2 separate regions of the Canis lupus genome follow, and region 1 is linked to region 2. A link is a contact called in public Hi-C data. All regions are on one chromosome and are shown on one strand. Each heading gives the region's core, a stretch centred on a gene start, on an enhancer-like site or on the middle of the called end of the contact. The rest is flanking DNA. Distances are from core to core; before and after follow the strand shown. Region 1 holds the start of ITPRIP (inositol 1,4,5-trisphosphate receptor-interacting protein). Region 2 holds the start of SFR1 (swi5-dependent recombination DNA repair protein 1 homolog).

Region 1 (3,628 bases), core at 948-3,447, 200 kb before region 2:
AAACCACCTTTTCGCACCAGAGATGTCTCAAGAATTCTTTCTTGGCCCTTGGCTTCGAACCCTAACATCCTTTTTCTGCATCAAAATAAGTAGAGGCTAATTCATGAACAGCCTGTGTGCCAGGTTAGGATGGTGGATTCTGTGCTGAAAGCAGAGGGGAGCCAATGCAGGTGACCATTAGGTCACTCAGAGTGAAATCATCCGGTTTGAAAGAAAGACAAATCTAATAAATATTCCTTATATAAATAAATATACACAGCCGGTTAGAAATTGCTAGAAGGACTTTGCACACAGGATGACAATCCCAGAGGGCATTCGAGTACTAACCTTCATGTTCCAGCATACAGAACCCTGAACTCTTACCCCAAGGATTATAAGGCAGTGTAGAGGTGCTCAGGTCAGTGTCCCTACCCTCCAAGAATTCCTTTTGCCTGCTTTGGGGAGAAGGAGTACCTCACCCATCCAACTTGACAGACATTTTGGCAATACATAGCCCTTTCGCAAACGTTTCCCTAGATTCCTGGAGTCAACGAGGAAGAATTTCTTCTGCCCCTCAAGATCCTTCTAGTAAGACTAAGAATCAAACTGACATGAAGCAGATTTTTTTAACAGGAGAAAATCACATTTAGGTGCCTCTGTAAGGGGGGATCCCACCCAGACAGGGAAATTCCAAAGACAGTGATAGCTAAAGTGAGCCCAGGAGAGGGGGTGGGCTCTGAGGTTACAAAGGGAGAAAGACTATTGGGAGGATGGTGAAAGGAGGAGTTTGGAAAACAAAGCTTGCCTCATTAGGCTTCTTAGGTAAAGAGGAATTCCTAATAGCTCTCTTCCTAGCGCTGGCTGGCCCCCGGGAGGGGGAGGTAAAGAGCTTTTCCAGAATCTGCCCAGGCAGGGTTCCATTGCTTTTAACTCAAAATAATGTTCAGGCCAAAGGGGCCCATCTCAGAGCAGCCTGCCCCTTGACCCCTGCAAGCCCGTTCCCCCATCCTCCCCATCAGTGCCCCCCCAACTCCGCCTAACTGTCCCTGATGTAAGGAAAGCGCTAGGAGCAAAGCAGAAGCTTGAAAACAAGAGTAACCTGGGCCAAGGGCCAGGGGGGTCTATTTTTAGCGCTTTGTCTCACTGCCTGTTTATCTTCGAGCCTCAGCCTAATGTCTTGCAGGCGAGTGTTCACGTTACTGGGCTGGCTCCAAGAGGGAAGGGCATAGGTGACCTAAGAGGCCCCACCGCAGCGGCCCTGGTGACAACCCCTTGGACAGCGTGTTCTCCTCATTTCCCCCAGGCCGCCCTCCGTCGTGCTGGACTCCCCCAAAGCCACTTAATGCAGGATTTGTTCCAGCCGCGGCCGCCACTCCCCCTGGCCGGGACAGCCGGCGGGTCACAAGGAGGAGAGGCTACGGATTTCGCACCCGGGGGCGGGGGGGGCACCTGGGCACCCGATTCCCGGGACCCTAACTTCACACACGGGGTCTAACTGCACTACGGCGGCGGGCTCGGGGCCCGACAGCGCCCTCTGCAGGGAGGCGGGCGGTGCCCATCCTTTGTGCAGCCTCAGCCCGGAGCAAGGCACGGGGGCCCGTGGCTCCTTGTTCGTCCACTCGAGCCGCGGAAAAAGAAAGGGGCCGGCGTCGTGTCTGGACGTACAGTTCCCTCCCAGGACAAAAGCGGGGGGGGGGGGGGGGGCTGGGATCCCGCCGCTTGTAAAACGCGCCGCGGAGAGCTCGCAGCCCAGGGGCCGCGCCTTAACCCCCGCCCCCTGCCCGCCCGCGCTGCCTTTTAAGGGCGTCCTGCTCGCCCCGCGGCCCCCCGCGCCGGCCGACTCGGGAGGCCGGAGCCCGACTCGCAGGGTCGCCCTCCGGGTCTGCTGGCCTCTCGGGGGTTCCTGTGGGGGGCGGGGGCCGACCTCTTGGGGCCGCCTCACCGCGACTCGCGCGGTCCTCCTTAAGGAGCTGCGGCGGCCCGTGGCAGAGGCGGGTGTTTTGTTCTTATAAGGAGGAAAAAGTTTCTGTGACATCCAGGAAATGAGTAACTCCGCCGCCCTGGGGGCCGCGCGGATGGAGGCGCGAGGGCGGGAGCCGGCCGTGGAGCCGCCGCCCCCGTCCTTCTAAGCGCCCGGCGGGACGCGAACCGCGGCCTCCGGGCCCTGGGGCCCCGCGCGCGCTGCGGGGCTGGCGCGGTCCCCGCGGAGGCCGGGAGGGGACGAAGGCCGGCGTGAGTCCCGAGGGCGCCCGCCTCGCGCGGGGGGGAAGGGGCGCGCGGCGGAGGGAGCGGGGGCTGGGGGCGCGCGGTGGAGGGCTCCGGGGGCGCGCGGTGGAGGGAGCGGGGGCTGGGGGCGCGGCGGAGGGCGCCGGGGCTGGGGGCGCGGGGCGGCCGGCTGCGTGCCCTTCCGCGCCCCCGGCGTCTCCGCTGCAGCCCGGGCCGGGGCCCCCGGGCCTCCTGGCTGCACCCCCGCGCGGCGACGGTCGCTCCCGCCCCGCGGTCCGTTACTTCTGAGTGCAGCGTGCGTGCGCGGACAGACCGACGGGCCGGTCCCCGGCTCTTCCCCTCCTGCAAGGAGGCAGTAGGAGGGCTGCCTGTTTTCTCTCTCGGTTTAAGGTAGTGAAGTTATGGGGTTACGGGGGCCCGAGGGAGCCTCCGCAGCTTCCTCTTTCGGGACTGCGAGTGTTGGAGACCCCGCGCAGTGCAGGACTTTCCTCTTGCGGCTGCAAATCGCCTGACCCTTAACCCAATCCCCACCTCTCCCCCCTGTGTCTCCAGCTTTCTGGCTTCCAGGTGATGGGACTCAGAAGCCCCAGGGCCGGGCTTCCCATCCCAAATGCTCCTCTTTAGAAATCAAAATGCTACCAAGCAAGAAGGGGAACATATTTTACGGAGCCACTCAGGGATCACACATCCCCTGCCTGGTGTGAGAAGGAACCGCCTTCAAAACTAGAAGAGCTCCAGATGCCGGGCAGATCCTGGACCCCGGCCTGGGGGATCTGAATCAGTTTGAGAATCCTGTTCTGTTTTCTTGTTACTCTTTTGGATTTGACCCAGAGCCCTTCCTGCCTTTTACAAGCCAGTTGTACCCCGGAGAGGCTGCCAGGTAAAGCTGATCTGAGCCCGCTGCAGTCACAGGTCCAGGTTAGCTGTGAACATGGCACCGCACACGCAGGTGGAGTTGCTGCTGTTCACCTCTTTATTATTAACATAATGGGCTGTGCTATGGAGCCCTCCTTCCAGCCTACGTGCCTAAGTGGCTTTCATTGTTTGCTAATTCCCTGTGCCTGCTGCTGCTCCAGGCCATTCTGCCCTCATATTTTCCACTTGTGGGTAACCATAAAGTGGTTATACTGACTCTCTGCTCTCCCTGGGTGGATGGCTTTTGTTCAGATGCCATCCCCTAGCTCCGTAATTTGCAAAGATGCAGCAATTTCAAGCTCTGGATTTCAGGGGGCAAGGATCTGAACTTTTAACCCGATGCCATCATCCCAGAAGTTGTCACCTTACCAGGAGTGGTTCCCAGCTCCTGCAGGATTCAAAGTGAAACAAAGACCAGGGTGTGGGGGTGAACTTTTTATCTGAGGGCAAGAACAGGGAAGAACATCTAGCAGGGGCTTCTGGCAAAAGTGCCCACCCGAGAAAGTAC
Region 2 (3,990 bases), core at 1,409-3,908:
TTTAACTTCTTTGTCTTATCAAACAAAATACATTTTAATAAGTTAGAAGAATACAAGATTATTACTAAAAATATTTATTATTATACTTTGTGGCCTGTTTGTAGCTTTTTAAATCATTCACTGACAGCTGTCACACTTTCAGTCTCACTGTGCTTGCCTCTCATTTGAAACTAATATTGCTACAGGCTGGAAATTAGAAAAACTTCAACTGCATATTAAATGATAGCTGGGACTTTTTAAAAGTTGAATCTGGTGTTTAGGGGCCTCTTCTCTAAATCTATGACTTACATTTGAGTTACAGTTGGTGGAAGACAGTTTTCTCAATATTTGGCTTATTGTTTATTATGCTTAAATAAACTTATTTTCTCTTTGAAATTACTTTCCTATCATTTATTTTTTAAAAAATAAGAAGTGGTTCTGAAATTATTCTCACCTTTGATCTATACATTTTGACCAGTTTTAGCCTCCGAAGAAGATCTTCTTTCTCCTCAATCTGCTTCACCAATTTTGCTCTTTCTTCACTTAATCCTTGTTTGGAAAGATCCTCATTCACAAAGTCACTCTGGAGATCACTGCGTGACTCAGTATCAAGAGACTTAGATTCACAAGCACTGATACTCTTGAAGGTATTTTTCAAACATGTACTTTCTTTGAATGGACTGTCTATGTGTTTAAAATTTTCTTGAAAATCCAAACAGTTTTCCTCTATTGAAGGTTCCTCAGGAAAAGTCTGATCGTTTTCTTCATTCTCTACTTTAAGACGTTTTACCGCACTGTAACAGGAATTAAATGAAAATCTAGTTTTCCTTAGTCGTTCTCTAAGTGTTGCACTCATCGGCTGAAAAGGAGCACAAAATAGTAATCAAGAAAAACATTCTTGTGTAAATAAATCTGCTAGAAATAAAGACCTTAACATTTCTATAGTGAAATAAAGACCTTAACATTTCTATAGTTGACACCACTAGATGGCTTTCTCTTTCCACGGATCTAAAGTAACCATCACAAAATGTCTTTCAATTCCTGCAAGCCCCATTAATTTTATTCTTTTTATTTTAGCAAAGTCAGCACCCTTCCAAAACAGTGTTGAGACACTTACCCCAGTCATCCCAAACATCTGTTCAGCAACTGTCACACTCCTGACACTTCTGAGTGCCTCAGAGTTACAAATTAAGGAGAAGACCTAGCTCCCTGCCACCAAAGACCTTCAGAATACTGCAGATTCAAACTTGCTCAATTTGGAATTTTGTAGTAACCTGATCTGAAACTAAATGAACATAATTGATACCAGATGAAAATGGTGGGGGTAGTTCAAACTCATTATCATAGGAGAAAGGCCTAAAATTACTTAATAGTCAATAAAATCTCTACTTTTTGATCTACACATTACGTTGATTAACAGTCTTCAGTAGAATTAAACCCACTGCTGGCACAATACCTAGAAATAAAGAATAGCTCCCATGCAAGAGCTCGGATATGCATACTTGTTTTCTTGAACTACTTGGGCGGGGAGATGGTGGACTGGCACAGGCCTGCGGAGTGCTAGGTGAAACCACGGCTGGGTCGGATGGGCTTTCCATCTTGAAAACGCAATCTTGGCTTACCTCTACAAAATTGAAAAATAACAACAAAAAATAACCAATCAGAATGTAAATACATACTGTTTCTGTAAAAGAACTTTTTACTGCTGTACATATCACCTCCACGAATAAGCCAGCCACAACTTCACTTAGTTGGGGTCCATTCTTGCTCGTTTTGCAGTTTTCCATTTACCTTCCTACCTACGACCGTGTGGGTCCACGTGGTGACTACCAGGACAAACGAGCTGGCATCTCCCTATAGAAACGCTCTCCACTTGTTTTATCTACATTAGAATATCCTCAGATCTGTCGTGTACGGAGTGGGAGAATTAACTGTGGCATTTTTTTTTTAAGATTTTATTTATTCACGAGAGACACAGGCAGAGGCAGAAGCAGGCCCCGTGCAGGGAGCCCGACGCGGGACTCAATCCCAAGACCCCAGGATCACGCCCTGGGCTGAGGGCGACGCTAAACCACTGGGCCACCCAGGGATCCCCTAACTCTGGGATTCTTAAGGAACTCTAATTTATAAGGAAATACAAACTCAAATCCTGACCCGAAAAAATCATCAGAACTGTCACAGTACCTTGAGCCCTATAAAGCTGTGTGACTAGAACCAATGACCACGGGGCCTGAGGAACAAGGAACAGGAGCGCAGGTAAGTGTACGCCCGTCTGTGTCGTTTGAGCAGCGAACTGACCCTGGAAAGGAGAGTTGGCACAAGTTTGTTTCCTCAAACAAAGGCATCAACTTTGGGGGGGGGGGGAGGGGGGCATTTTCCTCCTCCTTCCACCACAGCAGAAAACCCACACTAGCCCTCGGGAGCCCCCCGGGTCAGAGGAAGGGTTGGGAGGCGCCCTGCCCGCACAAAGGGAGCTCCGCTCGACGCGCCCGCAGACCCCGGAGCAGCCCACCCCCCACACTCCCATCCTCTCGCCCGCCCGCGCTCTACCTCCCTCCTCCACCTCCCAGAGCGCGGAAAACGCGCGCTGCCCTGGGGGGCGGGGCCGCAGGGGAAGCGGAAGAGACGCGCGATTGGTCCGATTGACCGACGCGCAGCGCCGCGTGCCTCAGCGCCCCGGGAGCGGCCGGACTGCGCGTGCGCGGTCTCCAGCGCGGCGAGGAGGCGGAAGCGGGCGGGGTCACGCGGGGCCCGCAGAGACGTGTGACTGGCCCGGTCGACAGTCGCTCGGCGCTCTGCCCCGCCCAACGCCGGAGCGCGGCGGCACAGGGCGCGCGCGGCCGCCAGCCTCCGCAGGGTTGGGGGCGGGCCGGGCTGAGTTTCTGAATGACTGACGGACGGATTCTGAGGGAACGGCTGAGGGAATGGGGCGGAGGGGCGGCGGCTTCTGAGGGAATGCGGGGGGGCGGGTTCCCTCGCCGACGTTCCAGGCCTCGCCTTCCCCTCCCGGCTTCTTTGTGTTTGTGTGTGAGGGAGGAAGCCCGGGCGTGCCCCGCGGCCCCTCGGGCCTCGCTCGCCGCAGCTAACGTCGCAGTGTCACGCGGCGGGGCCGAAGCCGCGGAGCCGCCCGTGGCTGGCGTTCACGGTCGGCTCAGCTGAGGCGGGGGGAGACTCCGACGTGTCAGACCTTTCCAGGAGGCCCGTGCGGCTGCGCACCTCTCCAGCCTTTGCTGCCGCGAACACTTTTTTTTTTTTTTTTTTTAAGATTTTACTTACTTATTCATGAGAGACGCAGAGACACAGGCAGAGGGAGAAGCAGGCTCCATGCAGGGAGCCCGACTTGGGACTCGATCCCGGGTCCGTCCCCAGGGTCACGCCCTGGGCCGAAGGCGGCGCTAACCGCGGAGCCACCGGGGCTGCCCGAGATTACTTTTAAAAATAAATAAATAAAAGGTTTGAAAAAAAAAGAAATAATCCTCACTTCCTGGTGGCGATGGTCTGTTGCTGTGCAACAACAAAGTTAAGTCAATTGGGCGGAGCCCTGGGTTTGGGGAAAGACGGTTCGTAATTTCTGAGTCACATGGAAGTCGGGGATTTTTAAGGAGCTGGTGTTTTCAACCCTCATAAATGGCCTTTGGAAACGTTGATACGGTCTCTCTACAAACACCTCATAGCACAGAAGTGCCAGGGCCCTGAGGGATTGACTGAGCAGTCGGAAATCGGGAACCTGAAGACAACCGAGTGCAGTGAGGAAGGACGTAAAGCTTGGTGGCAAATTGCCTGGGTCCAAATCCTGACATTATTTTATATGCTTTGTAAAGTAGTGTCTATGCCTGGGCTTCCTCATCTGTAAAATAGGGGGTGATAGTACGTTGACCTCCTGGCAATTGGAGGGTTAAATGAGCATTCGCCACAGACACCGAAAACAAGATATGTAGGAAGCCCTCGATAGTAGTTATTTTATATACACCATGATATTCACCATTCCCTAATTGATAGGAAGGTACGCAT

The links. Hi-C and Micro-C count contacts between places; a contact is called where the count stands out from the background.
Region 1: a Hi-C map of blood shows a contact between it and region 2, with 2.5 times the contacts expected there. The contact joins the promoter of ITPRIP here to the promoter of SFR1 in region 2. A contact is called at or near these places in 2 of 9 Hi-C or Micro-C datasets (amygdala and blood).

What each region holds. Positions count from the first base shown.
Region 1 is chr28:16,829,291-16,832,918 of UU_Cfam_GSD_1.0, reverse strand. It overlaps ITPRIP (inositol 1,4,5-trisphosphate receptor-interacting protein), which reads left to right and starts at 2,197. Exons shown (of 5, transcript XR_005380544.1): 1 at 2,197-2,211.
Region 2 is chr28:16,628,474-16,632,463 of UU_Cfam_GSD_1.0, reverse strand. It overlaps SFR1 (swi5-dependent recombination DNA repair protein 1 homolog), which reads right to left and starts at 2,658. Exons shown (of 5, transcript XM_038578723.1): 1 at 2,530-2,658; 2 at 2,164-2,278; 3 at 1,482-1,603; 4 at 434-838. The coding sequence starts at 1,577.